Linked DNA regions of Xenopus laevis: region 1 is linked to region 2. Evidence: chromatin contacts called from public Hi-C data. All regions are on one chromosome and are shown on one strand. Each heading gives the region's core, a stretch centred on a gene start, on an enhancer-like site or on the middle of the called end of the contact. The rest is flanking DNA. Distances are from core to core; before and after follow the strand shown. Region 1 overlaps psen1.L (presenilin 1 L homeolog). Region 2 holds the start of stard9.L (stAR-related lipid transfer protein 9).

Evidence for each region. Hi-C and Micro-C count contacts between places; a contact is called where the count stands out from the background.
Region 1: a contact with region 2 is called in a Hi-C map of the XTC cell line, with 3 times the contacts expected there. The contact joins the enhancer-like site here to the promoter of stard9.L in region 2. A contact is called at or near these places in 2 of 4 Hi-C or Micro-C datasets (the XL177 cell line and the XTC cell line).

What each region holds. Positions count from the first base shown.
Region 1 is chr8L:98,057,803-98,063,086 of Xenopus_laevis_v10.1, forward strand. It overlaps psen1.L (presenilin 1 L homeolog), which reads right to left. Exons shown (of 12, transcript NM_001090554.2): 6 at 4,911-4,978; 7 at 3,669-3,889; 8 at 3,474-3,572; 9 at 1,019-1,102. Among protein-coding and RNA genes, the nearest start is that of psen1.L, 24 kb to the right of the region's middle. Within about 2 kb of position 3,154, at least 1 of the 7 cell types and tissues checked has an H3K27ac peak or open chromatin away from gene starts, as enhancers often do.
Region 2 is chr8L:97,881,975-97,886,781 of Xenopus_laevis_v10.1, forward strand. stard9.L (stAR-related lipid transfer protein 9) reads right to left here and starts at 2,388. Exons shown (of 31, transcript XM_041573288.1): 1 at 1,782-2,388.

The DNA.
Region 1 (5,284 bases), core at 1,904-4,403, 180 kb after region 2:
AAGTGCATGTTCCTCCAGCAGATTGTCTAACCCTGAAGCAGTGTCTATACAAGACTATTCATATTCTGCTGGCATTATTTATAGTCAAATACTGAAGTATATACAGCAATATGTATGAGCTATCTGAAGTAAGGAATGATGTTCTCATGGTAAACTTATATAAAAAGTTTCTTCAACAGATAACTGTACATACCTTTCACACAGTGAAAGCAATGCATATAAATGTGTATGCCAAATTCATTGCAATTTAAAAGTCATTTGTGGTATATTCTAAGGAACAGTACAATTAGCACTTGGGAGTGGAAAAAAGCACAAAATGGCATGCAATATCACATGCAACCCCTTTATGACTATCGCAATTACCACACTAGAAACGACACAAACCTCATATACAAATTAATTCTAAACATGTGACATATGAGCTGGTGATTGTGAAAGCCAGAAATATGTGCCATTTGGTTGCTTCCCTATGGGGAGGGGCGGTAGGCTGCTGTAGACTTTATTTTGCTCACTGTTCAGGGAAGGAAATTCTAATTTATCCCATTTTTTAATTAAAAAAAGTCAAACTAACTCCCATCCACGGAATTTAACTCATAAAAATCCACTCAAAAAAGGTCGGTGCGGAAAAAGTCTCGACAACATTGTGCAACAATTTGAATCGTACAACTTTTTTGAATTTGAATGCCGAATCTTCAAATTTTTTCGTGTTGTCCGCCGAAAACCCAGACTTGTTAAGATTATTGTAGCAAAACTAGCGCTTATCACATCTTCAAATTGTAAACGGGACATCTGCTATTGACTTCTACTTCATGGATAGGTATGAGATGGAGTATTTTCAGATTTGGATTTTTAGCAGCTTTAGGGTAAAATAAATATATTAAGAATTCAAATTTTTTGCCCCCTCTAAAAATTCTAACTTTGCCCTTTAAAACACAATCAGAAAAAAACTGAGGTTTAATAAATAAGCCCCTAAATATGCAATTAGAAAACAAAAGCTGAGTGCTTGTTGTACACCTACCTTGTGTGTTGTATGTTTTCGTTGAGGCACTTTGCTTTAAACCAGGATCTCCATCTGCCATGTTCACTAACCATATCATTGTAGCTGTAGATGACAACTTTCTTTTAGTTCATGGTAATAATTTGCAGGTAATTGTGTACTTTTTATATATTGAACATACAGATTTACAAACAAAGCAATAACTGACACAGAAGTAAAGAGCCCAAAAGACCTTATAATACATGATTGAATCTGCATTTTGAAACGGTTTATAAGCTTTGAAAAACTGACAAAAGCAAAATACTTAAAAAAAAAAAAAATCACCCATTTGCCACAATTTTGAGGGAATTTTGGGGATTTAAAAACCCTACATCAAACCTAACCAGATAGTTGGCCAGTGAGTTAGTGCTTCGTGATCATGAAAATGTAATATAAGCTTCATCATATAGAAATATGAAACTTTATAAACACAATCAATTAGAAATTCTGCATCATTTCTGAAATAATCAAGTTTATCTTCGCTGTTCCTCGTTCAGCATCTGTTTCTCTTGATTTCGTGCAGGAGTTGGGTGTCAGATTTTCATTGAGAGTTAGATCCAATATATCATATAGGGGAGGGGCTTCTTTTCCTAGCAGATGAATTTGAGCTGACTCAACTGATTCCAGTACAAACAAAATCATACAAAATAATTTACTTTGGCACAAATTCTGCATGTAGAGAGACAGGATTTCTGGTAATTTTAAAAGAGTGAGCTCTAATACATCTTATAGGCAAAAGGAGCCCCTCTAAAAGATATATTGGAATTAAAGGTCATTCAAAATCAGACTCCCAACTCCTGCATGAAAGAGAGAATAAAGAGAGACTGATGCAGAGAGTGCTAAAGTGAAGAGTAACTTGAATATTTAAGAAACGGTTCCGAATTTATCATTGATTATATTTAGAAAATGTCTTATTTCAGTAAGATGAAGCATATATTAAATTTCCATTTTCACAATAGTTCCCGTTTAAATGTACTAGGTCTCATTTCCAACTAACATTTCTACACAGCAAATTGCTAGCATTTGTTTTTTTTTGTAGAGAATCTGATGTGTGTACATTTATGGGATCTCCTATCCAGAAATCGGGTATCTAGAAAGCACCAAATTAAGGGAACGCCATCTCCCATAGATTCTATTCTATGCAAATAATAGATTTTTTTAAATGATTTCCTTTTTCTCTGTAATAATAAAACAGTACCTTTTAATTGATGGTAACTAAGCTGCATGAATTCATGTTGGTTTCAAACAACCCTATTGCCTTTATTTAATGTTTCATTATTTTATAGAGTTTAGATATTGTGACCCAAATTACGGAAAAAGCCCCCTTATCCAGAAAGCCCCAGGTTCCAAGCATTGTGCATAATAGGTTCCATACCCGTTCTGTAGTATAATCTATAGGCTTCTTAATAATAGGAAACAATGCTAAAGCCACTTCACCAATGAAACACCAGCTGTTTAAGTGCTTAGGAATTAATGGGCAAAAAAAAAATATTCACAAGCAGGTCTAGTATACTGGTGCTTGTTTCTCCAACACTGCGGCACAATTACCTCTTGTTTGTTTCAGTGTATAGGGCAGTGCTTCCATTGTCATAATTAGGATAGATTATCAGAGCATGCTAAATAACTAAAGCTTTCCTAAAAAGTGCTAACTACTGTTCCTGTGAACAACAAAATAAAAGACAATGGGAAATGGACTGAACAACCAAGCTCTTGATAACAGAAATTCTAAACTATAAATACATTGACTTTATGCAACTTTATTATTTGCAATCCTTTTAAAAAAATTGTATAAAATGTTTGTGTGTTGTTTTAGTCAAATATTTTTTTTATCAAAAAAAAATAAATCTAATTTTCTACTTGATGATTTGCTACAACCCCTAAGCTTAACGTCTCAACAGCTGCTCAAAGCCCACTGAGCATGTTCATGTCACTCCAAATAAAATTCAAGATGGGGAAACTCCTGTGACAAATTTGAAGGCTTGGATCATTACTGTTGAACAGGGTTGACTGGGCCAGCGGGGCATCGGGAAAAAACCTAGTGGGCCCCAGCTCTTACTGGAATAGGTAAGCACAGAGAGAAGGGGCCGCAACTGGGATGGGGGGGTGGAAAGTGGTGACTGCTGGGGGGGAGGCAGAGGGTGCTTTGCGGAAAGGGGGGCCCGGTGGGTGGTGTGTGGGACCCTAAGGCAGAAGGCCCGGTGTATCCCGGAACCCCCAGTCCAACGCTGCTGTTAAAGAGATGCTGAACTTTTGAGCTAGTTCAATATATAAAACATGGCATTTCTAGCCATATTCATTTTTAGGGTTTAGTTCTCCTTCAACTCAAATTGCATATTCTTTGTTAGGGAAATGTGCTGCAATTTCCTTTGTTAACTAACAAGAAGCAGGTTTTATTCTTAACCTATTCCTTAAGTCGGAAATTATAATAGCTACTTACAAGAATAAATTAATGCTGGAAAAAGGGTTTCATTTCTCTCCTGTGCTGTCTCGACCAGCATTCGTAAAGGTCCTTTTGGAGACAGGACAGCAACGAGATCTAAAAGAAAAAAACTGATTTAGAATGAAAATCACATAAGCTAAACCTTGCTCAGTAGTAATGGAATCATTTCTAGAGCAAATGGTTTCTACTCACCATAAACAGATATCACGGCTAAGATGAGCCAAGTTGTCCACTCAGGAAGGTATTTAATAAACACCAAAGCCATAAGAGCACTAATCATGATAAGATAGGCCTGCTGCAGGAGAAGGGGTCCCTTCCAGTGAATGCATATCATTCCTACTACACCAAAATTCCAGATCAGTAAAGCCAGAGTGATGTAATCCACGGCCACATTATAGGTTTTAAACACTTCACTGGAAAGCAAGCACATGACCTCATTACACAGGAGCTGCAGATAACTTTTATAAATATTTACCTAGTACACACTTTGCCTATATGGACAAAAAAATGCATGTGGTAAGACAGAAGAGAATATTGGCATACAGAGTTTATATGAATATTATTGGCAGTACAAACCAATATACGTTCTTGTATAAAAAACATATTTGTATGTGCAGTCCATGGCTATTCCTCTTTTGTATTAAAAATAGTTTTTTGGGAGACCAGCACACCTATGTTACTGCACACAATAGGCTTACTGAAGAAAATGGTCCTCATTTAAAGGGATGTTAAAACCAAAAAAGTGTTTTAAAGTAATTAACATATTGCATACCGTCACCCTGCATTGGTAATAGTTATGTGTTTGATTTAGAAAAATTACTATAGTTTATATGAGTATGCTGCTATGTTGCCATGGGGGCAGCCATTCAAGTTGAAAAAGGAGAAAAGGCACAGGTTACTTAGCAGATAACAGATAAGGCCTGTAATAGAATACAATGGTATTCTACAGAGTGCATCTATTATCTGCTATATAACCTGTGCTTTGAATGGCTGCCCCATGGCAACACAGCAGCCTACTCATGTAAACTATAGTAGTGTTTCTAAAGCAAACACATAACTTTTACCAGGGCAACAGTACATTATATTTGAATTACTTTAAAACACTTAATCTTTGGTGTTACTTGTCCTTTAATTTGTAATTCAGTAACAATTGAGAAGCACTTAATACAATACAAGAGATCACGGTCTTAGGAGCTGGTACTGATGCAGAAAAAGTTTTATACGAGTGTTGAGTACATGCATGTTCATCTTTAAGCCCCTATTCTTAGGGACTTTTCAGTTGGTCTTCATTTCTACAGTTCTATAGTTTTGAATAGTTTGTCTTCTCATTCTCCATCTTTTCATCTTGCAAACAGGTGTTACAAAGTGTTACAAAGTCCCATTACAAAGGTTTATGTAAGCAGCATGCCTTCTTCTGTTTCACTATGTACTTACCCAAGGTATATATAAGAGAAGAAAAAAAGCAATAAAAGGGAAGATATGATGAGCCAGCCATGGATGACCTACATGGGGAGAAAAAAAAGCAATTCATCTGCTTTAGTATTTACATCAGTGATCATCAATGTCCACCGCTTACAATTCGTGTCTAGCACAAGAGCAACCTAATATCTGGATAAAGGGTTACAATTTTAGCCAGGCAGATCTATTGCATGTTGATTTAGCAGAACTGAATTATGACCACCGTAACTGCAACTGTCAAGAAACAATCAAGAAAATCATGAATTACTGTAGAAGATGACAATTATTAATCCAGTGCACTGGGCAGAGATCATGTGAATTTAAAAGGACATAGCTTTACAGCATGAATC
Region 2 (4,807 bases), core at 1,138-3,637:
GACTTCTGCATACCTTTAGGCTCACAATTACCACCTGGCAGAAGTTGGCAGAAGTGCTGCTATAGCAAAGAATTGCCATTGTTTTACCCCTTAAATTGATGTCTGCATACTTGGCAGATACTTAATGCCATTTTAATGCCATGGTCATGAAACTCCTCGGTAACTTATAATATCCTTATATTTTACAAGAGGGGGTACTTTATTCACTATATAAGCGGTGCTTAGTGATGTCATTGGTTATAATCGTAGATTAGTGATGTCATTTCTGTGACGAGACTCACTGAAACTTGTGTATTATAATAAATAATGTACCCCCTGTCGCAAAATATGAGGGTATTATAAGTCACCTCAGAGTTCCACGACCTGTATAAAAACACTTGGCCTTTGGCCTTGTATGGTCATGGAACACCCCAGTAACTTATAGTATGCTTATATTTTACAAGAGAGGGTACTTTATTCACTACATATTTTACGTCTCAATGGGTCATGTGGCAGAAATGACCAATAAATACCAATTATAAATGATCACATTAAAAAAAGTTATCATTTACAGTATATACAGTATGTGGTCCATTTATTAAATCCTAAATAAATATGTTTCTATAGATATTTCAAATATCTCACAAAGTTAGCACTTTTGCAGCTGTGCTTACTACTCTCTTCATTACAATAAAGTGTTTATTTATGACAGTACATAAGTTAATGTGACACTGACAGTTTGGGGCAGGGGTGTAACTACAGATAAAGCAGACACTGTGACTGGTGAAGACCCAATCAGTCAGTATAAAGGGTATAGTAAATTACTGGGTAATAAGCAGTGCCAGTAAAAGTTTATGCATATATTTTAGGGGGCCTTAATCTTTCAGTTTGTTGTGGAGTCCAGTAACTAACAGAGACAAGGACACATTAAATGAAAGAAACATGAGTATGATGCATGAGCATGTATCAGTTAAAGTGATACCGACACTAAAATCTTATATTAATCTACGTTAAAAGTAACATATAGGTCACGTTGAACGTTTTTTGCCGATAGTTCTGATTTTGCAAGTAATTGTCACTTGAAGTTTCTAAACCTGACTGTTTTGCTGACCTGACTGTCCCCATCTCAGCTAATGCTAACGGCTACTGCTGCACAAATATGGCAGCCCCCTCATAGAGGAACATGGGGGTAAGAAAGGTAATGTAAAAGCATCAGGCAAATACTTTTATGGCAAACTTATAAATAGCATTCAAAGATAATGTTCTGATGGATATAAAAAAGGTTATTTTCTGGTGTCAGTATCTCTTTAAGAAAACAGTTGAATACAAAACAATAAACACAAGCAACAGTATGGTGGAGACTCAATGCTGGAGCAGTGGAGAAGGAGAACCTGTTAATGCAGGAAAGTTGGGGGCCCCTATCTGGGGTGGGATTTATAAATCATGGATGAATAACCTGCAGCACATCCAGCCGTTGTTAAACTTCAACTCTCAGTTAGGGAGCTGCAGTTTGACAGAACCTGAAGGGGTGCAGGTTTGGCACCCCTTTTGTACGTACAGAAGCTATCAATTGTTAATAATAATAATAATGTGCAATTGTATCTACTTTTCCTCTTAAAGGGCCCTACTAATGCTAGGGGTCCCTAGAAATGCTCTAAAATCAGTTCCTACAAGCCAGCAGCCTCCTGACACACAACATCCTGTGTTTGAGCACATTATATCCAAATGTTTTCTCTCATGAAACCAGTTACAACCCCCACCCACATACATACGCAACCAGCCCAAAACACTTGGCTACTTACCTTTTGCTGGGAGGTCGGACTCGCAGAGCCACCTTGACGTTTGCCATTCTGACAGAGTGGGGTGCCACATATCCTTTCCCTACTACATGAATGACTCCCTACATGAGGAGATTTTGGAAGAGCAGTCCCTCCGCAGGACTCCAGCAGCCACAGGCTAGATCACACTGAGCAGGAGGCAGAACTTCCCAGGGCTCTGATTCTAGGGGTGTGCCTTATGCAATGTCAGAAAAGAAGCAGTCAAGTAGTTGCCGCCTCTCTTTTGCCTTGGTTTGTCTGATCTCTTCAGAAAGTGCCCATTCTGCATACAGATGGGGAGGTTAACTGGCTTGCACAGCTCTGGCATCTGTTTTAGATTAGTTTCCCCTGTTTCACCCCAATGTGTTTGGAAACGTCTCAGGGACTGGAATAAGCAGCTGGAAGGAAAACTAAATCCCGCCTCTCGGTTGCTTCAGTTGCTGTGATATTAGCAACAGCCCTGAAGTTAAAGGGAACATATTATGTCATCTCCTAGTATTATATGGCCCCCTTCCTTTAAATGCATTGCTATTTCACATCAGAGCTGCAGAGATATCCCAGTGCCTGGGCTGAAATGAGGACTGGTTGTGTCTTTTCATTTCCACAGGCAGTGAGTGAGTGAGTGAGTGCAATAGGAGCCTAAGCCCCACCCCCATGCCTCTCTGCTCCCAGCCTGATCAAACTGTCTTCCTCTCATGCTCATTAGTGGAGCTTCAGCTTTTCCATTTTCTTTCAAAATACATAAAATCTATGTTTGGTGGAGGACTCCTTTCAAAAAAGGCTCTTTAGAAATTCCAAAACTCAAAGGTTCCTGGATAAAGGGTTTCCATATAATAGATCCCATACATGTTATCGGACAAATGGGACTCTTTTGCTTTAAATTTTCTAGGGATGCACCCGAATCCTTCGAGAAAGATTCAGTCTAATACGGAACCGAATTTGCATATTCAAATTAGGGGTGGGATGGGGAAACATTTTTTACTTCCTTCTTTTGTGACAAAAAGTCACGTGATTTCCCTCCCTAGTTTGGCCGGGCAGAAGGATTCGGCTGAATCTTGCCGGAAAAGGCTGAATCCTGGCCGAATACGGAACCAAATCCTGGATTCAGAGCATCCCTAAAATTTTCTAAAAAGAAAGTTATGGAATGCTCTATCCAAGTGGAGGAGGGGGTTACCAACATCCGCCTCAATTTCCTCCTTTTTTTTTTTTTAAACGATTTAAAAAGAAATTAGCAGTATCTGTATAGGTAAATCTCTCTCTGCTAGACCAACGGTACCTGAATATTCAGGCATCATCTTCCCCTTGAATATAGTGTAACTTTCTGTGTCCCATTGGAATTTTAGAGCAGGAACTGCTTCCCTCTATCCCAGCAGTGGCGTAACTACCCGGGGAGCAGGGGGTGCGATTGGGCCAGGGCCCGCACCCCCTCAGGGCCCCCCGGCAGCTCGCACGCCACTCTCTTCTAAGGGAAATGTGGGCGTAAATGCGGCCGTTTCCGGCCTTACGGAGGGGGACGGGGCCCGGCTGCACGTCCCGCGCCAGGGCCCGCCCCCCTCTAGTTACGTCTCTGTATCCCAGTGCACTTTCACCGTTCTGATTATTTATTGCATCCTGTCAGTGATCTGAAATGGTCCTGCTACAAAGTGAGGGCATTTGGCTAATATCAAATTTCCAAAAAGACTGAAAACAAAAACTGTGGTACCATGTTAGCCAGTAGCAAAAATAACAAATAAAAAAACAAACAAATACAAAAGTATTGTAGAAGTGATACGTATATTGGCTTACAATAAAAATACATTGCAAGCTTTCGGAGCACCAAGGCCCCTTTGGAAGTTACAGATAGATAGAGATCGATCATAGAGATAATACAATGAATTAGGGTGGGTTGTAAATAGTCCAGGAGTCTGGATTCAGTCAGGTCACATAGTGTGACATGAAACCTGACCCTAAATTAAGGCCCTGTCTTAATGTGTTAAACAACTCCATACATTTGAATTCATAAATCTTCCTTTGGAACTTGGTGATTGTGCAGACATCTGGAGGGAAGAAGCTGCTTCACTCCAGTACAGCTTTCTGTGTCAAGTAAACAGATACGCCAGAAATTAAATTACAATTATTGTATATCCTTGCAGTACCACATATTATTGTTAAAGGGGTGGTTCACTTTTTAGTTACATTTTAGTACATTATAGAATGGCCAATTCTAAGCAACTTTTCAATTGGTTTTTATTTATTTATTATAGATTTTTGTAATTATTTGCCTTTTTCTTTTGATTCTTTCCAGCTTTTAAATGGGGGTCACTGACCCCATCTAAAAAACAAATGCTCTGTAAGGCTATAAATGTATTGTTATTTTTTTCCTACTTTTTATTACTCATCTTTCTGTTCAGGCCCTCTCGTAGTCATATTCAAGTCTCTTACTTATATCAATGCATGGCTTCTAGGGTAATTTGGACCCTAGCAACGAGATTACTGAAACTGCAAACTGGCGAGATGTTGAATAAAAAACTATATAGCTCAAAAACCACAAATAAAACAAAATGAAAATCAATTGAAAATTGTCTTAGAACATCGCTCTCTGCATCATACTAAAAGATAACGCAAAGGTGAAAAATCCCTTTAAGATGAAGACATAATTAATAAAGATACAGGTATGGGAATCCATTATCCAGAAACCTATAATCCAGAAAGCTCCAAATTACGGAAAGTTCATCTCCCACAGACCCATTTTATCCAAATAATCCAAATTGTAAACAAAAATATTTCCCTTTTTTTCTGTAATAATAAATAGTACTTTGTACTTGATCCAAACTAAGATATAATAAATATTTACATTATTTTCTAGTAGACAAGGTATGAAGATCCAAATTACAGAAAGATCTGTTATCCAGAAACCCCCCAGTCCCAAGCATTCTGGATAACAGGTCCTATACCTGTATATCTATAGGGGATGGGGCTCACAGAGAACTATACAGAGCAATGGTTTATTGGAAACACTACTTGCAAATTCA